Linked DNA regions of Mus musculus: all the other regions are linked to region 4. The links are chromatin contacts, called in public Hi-C and promoter capture Hi-C maps. All regions are on one chromosome and are shown on one strand. The core of a region is the stretch at or near the end of the contact, and the rest is flanking DNA. Distances in the headings are between cores, read along the strand shown.

Region 1 (3,198 bases), core at 63-2,562, 620 kb before region 4:
CCAGCTCTCACTAATCTAGTGATTCTAACCCAATATTACAGGCTAGGAGATGCCTTTCTCCCTCCTGTGTCCATCTTGGGCTCATGTAACGTATGGTACCCGAGAACAACAGTCTCCTAGACCCTGCTGCGCTCAGGTGCTGCCTGTAATAACTGTGCCACGGTCTATTTCCTGAGACCACTAACCACGGATGTGACTAGAAGGAGGAATTTATTTCTACAGGCCAGAAGTCCAAAGTAAAGGTGTTGGCAGGGACGCACGCCCTTCGGAGGCTTGGTGGGAAGTGATCTATCTGCCTCTCACGGTGTCTGTGGCTTCCTGCTGTCCTCAGTTTGGGCTGTCCTCAAGCCCTGTCTCTGGTTGGTTATGACTGCCATTTGTGTGCCTACTGCATTGGAGTCCACCTGGCTAAATCAGAACGAGCTCCTCCTCTTTAAACCTCAGCTTAATTGCAGAGTTGCTCTCAGGCTACCAGGATTTGACATGATATTGGGGGAAGGGCAGGCAGCCCCCCCACCCCACTCCACCCCACCCCACCTCCGATTTAGCTGATCACAGGAGCTACCTGATTCAAGAATAGGCCGGGGCTATTCCCAAGTCTTGTTTCCAGTGAGAATCCCATCTCCTCAAACACTCCACTCCTGGCCACAGGCATGCTGGTTCCACCCAGCCGCACCGAGGTAGTGTATATATTCCAAACAAAGAACGTTTGACTAGGGACAGGAGGGATTCTAGATCAGGTAAGGACAGGTGACCCGCTTAGGCAGTCATTAGTCTTTGCCCAGAAAACATCAGGGAGGCGTTTGATGGACTGTTTCTCTTTCTCTTTAGCTTGAGAATAGCGAGTAAAAGCAAGGAGGCGGGACTTTCCGATCTGCCGAGGCCCAGCTTCTGCTTCTCCAGCTGTGGCCACATCAGGCCCGTGCAGGACGATGAATCTGAGCTGGGAAAGGAGTCCTGCTGTTCTCCACCCCCAGACTACAACTCCGTGGTGTTGTACTCCTCCCCGCCCGCCTAAAGCTTCTCACCAGCCCCGACAACCAGCCCCTGACAGTATTATACATCTATGAGTTTACACCTATTCCGCTCCACAGGAGCCAGCTGCTTTTCGTGACCTTTAATCGTGCTTTTTTGTTTTTTGTTTTGTTTGTTGTTGCTGTTTTGACTAACAAGAATGTAACCCCAGTTAGTGACGTGTGAAGAATACTATTGTTAGAGAAATCCCCCCCGCAAAGCCTCAGGGTAACCTGGACAGGAAGGAGCAGGTGCCTCTGGCGACCGCCCCGCCCACCGGCCATGGCCCCACCCACCCTCCCTGCAGCTGTGGGACTAGAGGCAGTAAGCCCATTAGCTCATGGCTGCATGCACTGACCTGCTCTGTCTCTCTTATGGAGGAAAGGGAGAACAGAGCAAACAGGAGGCACAGGAAAAGGCTTTGGGATGCGTCCGTCCTGTGGAGCCCGTGCAGGAGGGGGCTCCGCTATGCCACTTCAGTGACTTCTCACTCCTGGCCTCCGCTGTTTCGGGCCCCCTTCCAAGAGGTATCAGAGCAGAACATGAGGGACGTTTCCTAGACCAGGGCACATGTTCTCGGGAACCACAGTTAATCTTAAATCTTTTCCCGGGAGTCTTCTGTTGTCTGTTTACCATCCAAAGCATATTTAACATGTGTCAGTGGGGGTGGCGCTTGGCTTCTGAGGCCAGAGCCATCATCAGTTCCTCTAGTGAGATGCATTGAGGTCATACCCAAGCTTGCAGGCCTGACCTTCGCATACTGCTCACGGGGAGTTAAGTGGTCCAGTTTGGCCTAGTAAGGTTGCCTACTGATGGGCTCAAAAGCCACATTTTAAACAGGTTTTATCTCAAGTATTAATATATAGACAAGACACTTATGCATTATCCTGTTTTATATATCCAATGAATATAACTGGGGCGAGTTAAGAGTCATGGTCTAGAAAAGGGGTTTCTCTGTACCCAAATCGGGCTGGTTGGACCAAGACCCAGAGAGGCAGAGTGGTTGTCCCAGCTATAGTTACTAAACTACTCACCCAAAGTTGGGACCTCACTGGCTTCTCTTTACTTCATCATGGATTTCACCATCCCAAGGCAGTCTGAGAGGAGCTAAAGAGTATCAGCCCATATTTATTAAGCACTTTATGCTCCTTGGCACAGCAGGTGATGTGTAATTTATGCAAGCTCCCTCTCCAGCTAGGACTCAGGATATTAGTCAATGAGCCATCAAAAGGAAAAAAAAAAAACCATCTTATTTTCATCTGTTTCATACCTTGTCTGGGGTCTAATGACGATGGCAACAGGGTAGACATGGGAAGACAGGGTAGAAAAGGGTGCCCGCTCTTTGGGGTCTAGAGATGAGCCCTGGGTCTCTAAAATGGCTCTCTTAGAAGTTGTATGTGCAAATTATGGTCTGTGTGCTTAGGTCGTGCACACCTGCCGGAGCCGGTCACAGCTGGGCAGACGATGAATAGCTGCTTTGGGAGAGCAGAGCATGCTAGCCACTTAATTCTCTGACCGGGCCAGCATCATGGGTACCTGCTCCCCTGTGTACCCCATCCTTAAGGTTTTCTGTCTGATGAGACTGGAGGCCCAGTGCAATCCCCACTGAGACAGCCTGCAGCCCACTGTGGCTCTTGGTGCACTCACCAGCCAGGACTAGACAAGTAGGAAAGGGCTTCTAGCCACACTGGAGAAAAAGAAAATCAGGTAGGGCTGGCCAAAGACATCTTTGTCCATTCGCAAAAGCTCTTGTCGGCTGCAGTGTGTAAGTCAGGCGATGAGACAGAGGCTACCAGAGAAACGGATGAGAACAGCAGCCTGAGGTTTCTCATCCAGATATCCAGCAATTGGGGGGTGGGGGAAGACCATAGATGGTCCTGTATTATTCCGATTTTAATAATCTAATTCGTGATCATTAAGAGACTTTAGTAAATGTCCCTTTCCCACAAAAGTAAAGAAAAGCTATCGGGATTCTCTGGTTCTGCTTAAAGACTTAGCTTTGGAGCCTATGAAAGTTGATCAGCCAGGAAAAAAAAAAAAAAAGGAAAGAAAGGAAAGAAAGAAAAAAAGAAGGAAGACGGTTCCTTCTGAGTTTTTAGGGTAGGAAGAAAAATGGAAACTTCTAACGACAGACATACCTAGGTGCACTGGGCCTGATCACCAAGAACATGATTGGATGCTAAG
Region 2 (2,803 bases), core at 60-2,559, 720 kb after region 4:
ACTGAGTGTCACCAGCCATAGGTTTGATTTTTCTTTCTAGAAGAGGCTATTTAAAGCAAAAGGATTAAAGTTCACTGGCAGCTGATAGATTCTGCTTTAAGAGCTTGCACAACATAGCCCCTATCTGTCACTTGCTTTTTTTCCCCACACACCATCCACTCTGCACCAAATCCCCATTGTTCTATATAAAAACTCACAGCTAATGATACCTGAATAGCAACTGCTACATTTACATTACAGATGATCCTTCATGGAACTCTACAGACCCACATTTACTCGATGTCTTCTTTCTCCCATCAAATCCAAATTTGGCCACCAACTGATCACAACTGATAAGGGGAAAAGATCAGAGCTTCTCTTCCAGACTGATGGATATCACTCCAGAGCCAGATGAGTTAGTCCCCAAAAGGTTACCGGATAAATCAACCAAAGAAGAACAGATTTATTTAAACGGGCATCTTATAACCATCTTCTTTAAAAAAAAAGAAAACTATTCTGTACAGAAATTCACACAAAAAAAGAAAAAGCAAAAAAGGTACACACTGCCCACGAGACAGAAGGTCCGTCTCCCTCTTGCACGAAGGGTTTCTTGTGAGTCTGGATTCCTGGGACACCACTTCCTCCCCAAAGCAGGCTGGCCAGGACAGAGGCAGTCTTGGAGGAAGTGGGGACCCCGACATCCGAGCCGGGCACCTGCCTCCCAGCCTCGAGGACACCCGCAGCGACACCCACACTCACCCATCTTTCCTCTTCGCCTTGTAGACGTGCCCGTAAGTGCCTCGACCAACTTTGCAGCCCTCGTATTCAAACAGGTCCTCGACCCGCTCCCGCTCGCTGCTCAGCTTCACTTTAAAGTCATAGTCCATTGTCACAGCCTCCAAGGCCGGGGTGCTGGGGCGGGGGGCCGAGGGCCGCGGTGGGGACCGGGCCGCGCAGCAGCCGCAGCCCCCGAGCTACACCCGCCGGCCGCAGCACCAGCCCGCCTCACGAGGCGACGGCAGGAGGCCCCGCGCGGGCGCCGGGGACATCCAGGGGAGCGCCGGGCGGTCCCCGCGGGCGCGCGACAGCCGAGGGACGCGCTGGGGGCGGGGAGCAGCGTCCGCCCTTGTCCCCGCGCTCCCGGGGCGCCGGCTCGCGCGCGGTTGGCCGCGCGTGCTGCTGCGGGTGCGACGCGGGGCGGCCACGGCTGACTCTGCTCCTCGCCCACGCGCGTCCGCGCCTCACCTTCTCCCACACGCGCTCACGAACACTCAGGCTGCCATCCGCCCGGACAGACCAGCGACGCCACACAACAGCCGGTAGCTCCTCCGAGAGAGGAGGAGGAGAAGGAGGAGGAGGAGGAGGGCGAGGAGGAGGAGGAGGGAGAGAGAGGACGAGCGCGGAACACGGCAGCCGCTGTCGTAAAAACGTCGCGAAGCCTCGCGCTGCCTCCGCCCCACCTGTGAGCGACTCCGGAGCTGGCAGCCGTCTCTTCTGACGCCGGCAGGCGAAAGGGCCTCGCTCAGCCGCGGAGCGGAGCTGCTGACAGACTTACCACGTGGACTAACCCAGTCGCCAGTGCGGCCAGAAACTCCAAGGCTCAAGTGCACGGGTGGCTGCAGAAGCAGTCTTTACCACGACGCCGCGAATTCAGAACGTTGCATGATGGGATTGGTAGTCCGTCACGCAACGAGTTTCTGCTGCATGGAGATTATTTTTCCCAAAGCCGCATCTCTACAATCCAATTTACTTAGCCCATATAAACTTAGCAAAAGACACCTGTTAGGTCGTGGGGGATGGGGGGTGGGGGGCGGTTATTTTGTATTGAAGTCACTTCTGAACTCCAGGATTTAGAAAAGGGCAATTACTGCTCCCCACCCCCACCCCAAAGACTCCAGGTTTTTCCTTTCGTAGCCTCAACCTGTTTCTAAATACTACAATAAACTACGTGGTTGTATTTAAGATTTCTCTTCTTTCTTTGACATCTTTATACCACGGGGGGGGGGGGGGCGGTGGGGGGGGGAACTTAGTGAAGGGGACTGGGGAGATGGGTTAGAGTGCTAGAACGCTTGCCACGTGTTGTAATTTGATTTCTGTTGCTGTGATAAAACACCATGTCCACATATAACTTGGCGAGGGAAAGATTTATATCAACTTACAGGTAACAGTCTGCCACCAAAAAAGCCAAGACACCTGTTTAAAGAGGAAAAAAAAAAAGCTTTTAATCCACACATGTTTAAGTGTGCCTGTAATACTAAAGCAAGGGAGACAAAAAATAAATAAATAAATAAATAAATAAAATAAATAATAAAAAAGGCAGGATCTCTGCAGCAGGATGACCGGCTAGCCTTACTGAAATGGTATGCTCTCAAGGTTCCATGATAGACATCAACCTCTAGACTCCAGACGTATGCACTCATGCTTATACTTGCACACATCTGTGCATACACAAGAATGCTTATAGCCGGGCGTGGTGGCGCGCACCTTTAATCCCAGCACTTGGGAGGCAGAGGCAGGCAGGATTCTGAGTTTGAGGCGAGCCTGGTCTACAGAGTGAGTTCCACGACAGCCAGGGCTACACAGAGAAACCCTGTCACGGAAAACACAAACAAACAAACAAAATACGCTTATACACACAGGCAGATAAATTGGCAGAAATATCAAATAGGTCGTTGATAGTAAAGCAAGAATGTGTCTGCTATAGGCCTTACATGCCCTCTAATGACCCAGATTTGATTCCTAGCACCCGCATGGTGATGGCTCAGAATCCTCTGTAGCTCTAGTTCCAGGGGAGCTGACACACTTCTGGGAGTTGTGAGCACTA
Region 3 (2,901 bases), core at 182-2,681, 960 kb before region 4:
ACGTTTCACTTTTTTTCTCATGACAAAATGCTGTTTGGTTTTGGACCTGGGGACAAGGAACTGAGGTGCATGTCTTACATATCAAAGCAAATCTGGCCTCCAGGTTCTCCCAGCATCTCTCAGTCCCTCAGTCCCTACCTGGCATACCCTGCCCTCAACCCTGAACTCTCCCTATATAATCCAGATATTTGGTCTCCTCTCCTCTCCTCTCCTCTCCTCTCCTCTCCTCTCCTCTCCTCTCCTCTCCTCTCCTGTCCTCTCCTGTCCTCTCCTGTCCTCTCCTCTCCTCTCCTCTCCTCTCCTCTCCTCTCCTCTCCTCTCCTCTCCTCTCCTCTCCTCTCCTGTCCTCTCCTCTCCTCCTCCTCCTTCCTCTCTCTCTCTCTCTCTCTCTCTCTCTCTCTCTCCCTCTCTCTCTCTCTGCGCTCACATCCTTTTTCTCTTTCTCTTCCTCCTCTCTCCTGTCCCTCCGCCTGGTGACTTCCCTGGCCTCAGTCCTTGGAACCTTGTCCAAAAGCACTTCCCCCATAAACGTGCATTTAATATAATCTAATCTGCCTTGAATTGGCTCATTTCACCCGGCTAGAAATAACCTATCAGATGCCATCTTGGACTTTGCCCCCACCCTAACCCCCCAGGAGCCATGGCGACCACAGCAGAATAATACAGTGCTACTCAAGTCTATGGCTATGGTCAAGGAGATACTGGCATTCCCTACGGGAGAGGGGAATCAAGACACCATCACCTGCAAGTGATCTATGGGAGATGTTAGATTACAAGAAGCTAGCCAGTTAACTGAAAGGGACCACCGTGCTGCAGCTTCCATGAGGTTGCCATCTATGACTGGGCGGGGCTTTGTTATGACAGAACTTTTGGGAGGGTCACCCACACTTCTGTAACTAACCCTTCATTTATGCTTGTCTCTTAAAAAGAACCCACTGGGTTCTTTGCACCAAACTGGACTTGGATGAGATTACCCCTTTGTTGTTGTTGGCTATCTGTGGTGAAGAGGCATCTCCCCAGGGAAGGTGACTCCAGGTCCCAGAATAAGAACTTCCAGTCCAATGGAGATAGCGTGCCATGGTCTGTTTACAGGGTGCATACTTGGCATCCTTACCCACAAATCCATGGGACCACATTGCACAAGGCTGCGTTGCACAAGTCAGTCCAGAAAATAGGCAGTCAAGCTTCCCCCCTCGTGACTTTGTTATAGCCTGAAAATAAAACAGATAGCCCAAGAAAAAGCTCCAGAGAGTAACATGCATAGATGACAGACAGCGGGAGAGACTGTGGGGACTGGGGGCGGGGGTGGGGGCAGGGGTGGGGGTGGGGGACGGGACTCTGGAGCCCCCTGCTCAGTTTGCAGGCAGCTGAGCCACAGAGAGTCCCTCCTCTCCACAGCTGAGCAAGACTGGGTTAACAACCTGGCTCTGTTTCGCCGAGGGAGCACACTTAGGAAAGACCTCACCTGTTCCCCCTCTTTTGTCATCCTCTCAGAGACAGGCCATGGGAGGAATGGCGCACTGCCAGGTGCCTCTGGACCTTCTCCTTCATAAACTGTCCCTTTTGCTGCAGCTATTCGTGGGCTGAGGCCCGGGAAAGCAGCTGGAGGTTAGGGAGAAATGGATGAACTGCGCATGTGCTGTCAGCTCCGTAGCCTGTTACCATCAACCTTGAAGAGGTGTCATTTATAACCACGGGTAAACTGCTTACAGCAGGCGAAATGGGATAAGGTTCAGGGCAAAGGGGGAAGTGATAATAACCCTGTGTCAGGGACTTAGCAGGAAGAAGTGCCCTGACGCGGTCTGTACTTCTCCATGAGAACAGGGCATGGCTGGACACCATGCCATAGGGATCTGGGAATATAGCTCACTGATATAATACCCATCCCGCATATGTAAAGCACTGAGTTCAATTCCAGGTAAATCACAGTAAAGAAGCAGACAGGCATACCCAGAGAGGTAGCTCACTGGTTAAGCGCAACCACAGCTCTTGCAGAGACCTCAGTTTCCGAGCCCAGCACCCAGATGATGACTTACAACCATCTGTAACTCCAGTGCCTGAGGATCCAGCTCCCTCTTCTGGCCTCTGCAGGCATTGCATGCATTTGATGCACATACTTACTTGTAGGCATATTTTTAAGTGAAGAAGCCAAAAAGCCGCCCCAGGCTGCTTTCTGAAACCTTAAGCCAGATACCAGCTTGAAGTTGTTCTTGGCCAACAGAGCCCACAGGGCCTGCCAGTAGTGAATCCTGTGCAGAGGAAACCCCTCCACCCCAGGCCTCTCAGACACCGTTCTCCGTGGGCAACATTCTTTGCATAATATGCATGGCAAAGAGGACTCCTTGTGAAGATGATAGTAAGAATAAAACCCAGCAGAAACACACCTATGCAAATCTTATCAATAGACTTGAATCATCGATGCCTGATATGTTTAAAGAAAAAGAAGAGGGCTGGAGAGATGGCTCAGTGGTTAAGAGCACTGACTGCTCTTCCATAGGTCCTGAATTCAAATCCCAGCAACCACACGGTGGTTCGCCCTCTTCTGGTGTGTCTGAAGACAGCTACAGTGTACTTACATATAATGATAAATAAATAAATCTTTTTCTAAAAAAAAATCTCTCACATCAGTAGAAAACTTAAAAAGAAAAGAAAAGAAAAAAGAAAAGAAAAGAAAAGAAAAGAAAAGAAAAGAAAAGAAAAGAAAAAGGAGAATATCCAGAGAAAAACATGTCTTGCTGTGGCCCCATTTAACAGTGCATTTGGGAACCTGAATTCTTCCGATCTTTCTCCTGGCCTTCTGTCCTCAGCTAGGACTTTCCTCGTGGTCCTAAAATGGCTGCAAACATTCCATATTCCACAGTTATGTGCCTTACAGAGACTATATACAGAAATATTCTACAG
Region 4 (2,970 bases), core at 371-2,870:
AGACGTGTCCATTCAGAAAGGTGCCTGCCAAACACAGGCACTGTAGAACCAAGTTCCACATCAAAAACACCCCATCGTCCCACAAGTCACCGTGGCACACAGGCTATTGTTCTATGGATGTCCAGCATCTGATAGGCAGGTTAGCCTGCTCCTATGGGGTGCAGGCTTCCCCAGCAAACCCCTTTTCAAGGTGGCTTTGAACCCAGATAGCCTGTCTGCCCAGATCTCTGCTACAGCATCATTTTACAGCAAAGAGGCAGAGGAAAGGTTGCATCTCATCGCAGGTGACCTGTGTCCATACTAAGAGATAGCAGGCACAGAGACAGTTAAATGTGTCACAACAGCTGAAAAAGCTCACAGGTGCAAAGGCAACCGAAGGAAACAGCTCCCAGCCCCAAACACAATCTCCAAGTGGGACCCTGGAGGTGGGGAAGGGGATGCTGTCATGAATCCACAGTAAAGCTATATCATATCCTAACATCCAGTTCTGTGTTTCCCAACTATGGAAATAATCTGAAATACAGGAAAGGTGGCATCAAGCCTTCAATCACAGCCAGTGGACAGGAAGACACAAGTGAGCCACACTGCTCAGCACGGCGTCAAAGAACCTTGTTCAGATCCAGTCCCAGGGCAGGACCCGTACTAATCAAATTATTGTCGAGTTTGGAACAATAAACACAACTTCAAAGCCACGTGTGGTGGTGCACACCTTTAATACTAGCACTCTGGAGGCAGAGGCAAGTGGATCTTTGAGTTCGAGGCCAGTCAGGTCTACAGAGTGAGTTCAGAGTGAGTTACACAGAGAAACCCCGTCTCAAAAAAACAATGATAATAATGATGATGGTGATGAACCACAACTTTTAAGTGTCCACTAGAAAGCAAGCTCTGCCTCGGACACAGGGACAAAGAAAGGCCAAAATGTGGGAACAGAATGGTCAAAGAGAAACAGGGATAAAGTTACAAAGTATGTTATGAGGGACAACAGTGGGTTGGTAAGTCTGTCAAGAGATAGACCAGGGTACAACCAAATATAAGAACCAGGGTAAAGGGCCAAGCAGGAAGGCTTTTCCTGACCACCTTTACCCACAGCCTTAGTACCCGACCAAAGCCCGCCTGCAATTAAAAGGGTGCACACTTGTTGCTTGCAGGAAATCCTGACATCCTAGAATTCGGTCTTTGCAGAGCGCCTGCCCTGCCCTGCCCTGCCCTGCCCTGCCCTGCCCTGCCCTGCCCTGCCCCAGCCAAGCCCAGGACGCAGCCCCTGCGCCAGGCCCTGCCGTGCACACGGGCGGCCAGGTTACCTCCCCCGTGTGTTTGCATAGGTGCGCGTCTAGCTTCCAGGCTTTGTTGTAACTGGCGCTGCAGTCGGGAAAGGAGCAGATGAACCTGCTGGGCAGCGCGGGGCGCGGCGGCGCGGGGCCCTCACAGGCCCCGACGAACGCATCCGCGATGGTCAGCGACGACACCGCTTCCGCGACTGACACCCGCGGCTCCAGGGCGACACGATCGGGCCCGGGCTGACGCGGGGCAGCCACGTGCCGTCCCCGGGAACGCGGGACGCAAGCCACTGGCGCCCGGAGACTTTGAACTTCCGGGAACGCGGCCCGCTAAGGCTCCAGGCCCCGCCCCTTAGCCCCCCCCCCACGCGCGCCACGACTGCGCATGCTCCCAGAGGCCGTAGAGCCCGGTTGCACATGCGCATCCAGGACTCGTCCACGGCGAGAGGCAGCCAGGCTCTGGGCTCTGGTTTCGCGGCTTAGGGAAACGGAAGCGCTGCTTAAACGTCCCAAATATCAACCTGACATGACTTAAGGTGGCCTGTTTTTCACATTCCAGTTTTGCCCTCTGCATCCTGCCACTAGCCTCAGGACATGGTGAATCCCAAGCTTGTCTGCTCCTTCGAGTCACGTGGAATTTTTTTTCAAAATTCCGAAGCCCAGAACTTAACCAGGACCAATTAAACCTTAATTTCTGACAGCAATTGTGCTGGTGTTTTGTCAACTTTCCTTTTGTATCACTGAGTCCTCTAGTGTTTGACGCTGTTTTCAGTTGTGGGATTTCCTCTTTCCCTTATCTTGATTTAATCTCCGTAATGGCAGAGACTGGAAAATACCCTATTCGAATCCTCCCTGGCAAAGTGTAGTGCATCAATGAAGGGCAGAACCGATCTTTCTGCTAGTTGGATGACGACAACCATGGGAAATCTTAAAGCTTGTTTGTTTGTTTGTTTGTTTGTTTGGTTTTGGTTTTTCGAGACAGGGTTTCTCTGTATAGCCCTGGCTGACCTGGACTTCACTTTGTAGACCAGGCTGGCCTCGAACTCAGAAATCCGCCTGCCTCTGCCTCCCGAGTGCTGGGATTAAAGGCGTGCGCCACCACACCCAGCTTTTTTTTTTTTTTTTTTTTTTTTTTAATGAATATCTTTACTGAAGAAGGTTAAAATGTACTTTATTCCAGTCAAACTAATCTACAAGAAAAAGGATTGAATGGAGGGCGGTCTCAACACTGTTGACAGGTCATTCTCTGTGCGGCCCTGTTGGGATCTCATGCTCACGGCCCCCTCTGCTCCTTGTAGTCATGCCCCATGCGCATGTGCAGATTGCTGGCCGGCTCTTCCTTCCTTCCAGTCCCTCTTCCCCTTTCTCACTCTCTTGTCTGCTCTACCCCATCAGCGGACACTCTTCTTTCAGCTCCAGTCTTCTGTCTCTCCTTTTCCCTGAAGATGAGCTTCTAGAAGATTCTGAGATCCCACCCCTGTGACCATTGTTTTCCAAGGATTTTGGTCTCAGTCAAGCAGCCTGGACTTCTTCATCTTCTTTTTCTCCTCCTGCTTGATAACCCTGGTTAGACAATATGGGACCCAGCCAGGATTCAGGTTCTTTCCAGACCCTAACATACCAGTTTCGGGAATGGGGAGTGTGTTTGGGGGAGGGGGGCAGATTGTGAGTCATGAACATGGACAGAACTAGC

What was found. Promoter capture Hi-C pulls out the DNA fragments that hold promoters and counts their contacts. Hi-C and Micro-C count contacts between places; a contact is called where the count stands out from the background.
Region 1: a contact with region 4 is called in a Hi-C map of regulatory T cells, with 6 times the contacts expected there. The contact joins the enhancer-like site here to the promoter of Gtf3a in region 4. A contact is called at or near these places in 1 of 39 promoter capture datasets (pre-B cells), 1 of 484 Hi-C or Micro-C datasets (regulatory T cells) and 3 of 115 datasets of contacts at active chromatin or transcription factors (acute myeloid leukemia, bone marrow-derived macrophages and thymic regulatory T cells).
Region 2: a contact with region 4 is called in a Hi-C map of regulatory T cells, with 4 times the contacts expected there. The contact joins the promoter of Cdk8 here to the promoter of Gtf3a in region 4. A contact is called at or near these places in 2 of 39 promoter capture datasets (erythroid cells and pre-B cells), 3 of 484 Hi-C or Micro-C datasets (CD4 T cells, muscle stem cells and regulatory T cells), 1 of 115 datasets of contacts at active chromatin or transcription factors (memory CD8 T cells) and 1 of 9 other capture datasets (liver).
Region 3: a contact with region 4 is called in a promoter capture Hi-C map of liver, with 2.7 times the contacts expected there. The contact joins the enhancer-like site here to the promoter of Gtf3a in region 4. A contact is called at or near these places in 10 of 39 promoter capture datasets (the 3T3-L1 cell line, the C10 cell line, embryonic stem cells and 5 more) and 1 of 9 other capture datasets (macrophages).

The regions. Positions count from the first base shown.
Region 1 is chr5:147,562,040-147,565,237 of GRCm38.p6, reverse strand. Flt1 (FMS-like tyrosine kinase 1) reads left to right here. Exons shown (of 30, transcript NM_010228.4): 30 at 832-3,198. The coding sequence ends at 1,018. Among named protein-coding and RNA genes, the nearest start is that of Gm35383, 96 kb to the left of the region's middle. Within about 2 kb of position 1,312, at least 72 of the 459 cell types and tissues checked have an H3K27ac peak or open chromatin away from gene starts, as enhancers often do. A contact at or near this core is called in regulatory T cells and thymic regulatory T cells, where this site is marked.
Region 2 is chr5:146,229,756-146,232,558 of GRCm38.p6, reverse strand. Cdk8 (cyclin-dependent kinase 8) reads right to left here and starts at 1,309. Exons shown (of 13, transcript NM_153599.4): 1 at 739-1,309. The coding sequence starts at 866.
Region 3 is chr5:147,910,166-147,913,066 of GRCm38.p6, reverse strand. No RefSeq gene overlaps it. Among named protein-coding and RNA genes, the nearest start is that of Gm46943, 6.4 kb to the left of the region's middle. Within about 2 kb of position 1,431, at least 17 of the 459 cell types and tissues checked have an H3K27ac peak or open chromatin away from gene starts, as enhancers often do. A contact at or near this core is called in liver and macrophages, where this site is marked.
Region 4 is chr5:146,947,307-146,950,276 of GRCm38.p6, reverse strand. Gtf3a (general transcription factor III A) reads right to left here and starts at 1,620. Exons shown (of 9, transcript NM_025652.3): 1 at 1,302-1,620. The coding sequence starts at 1,496.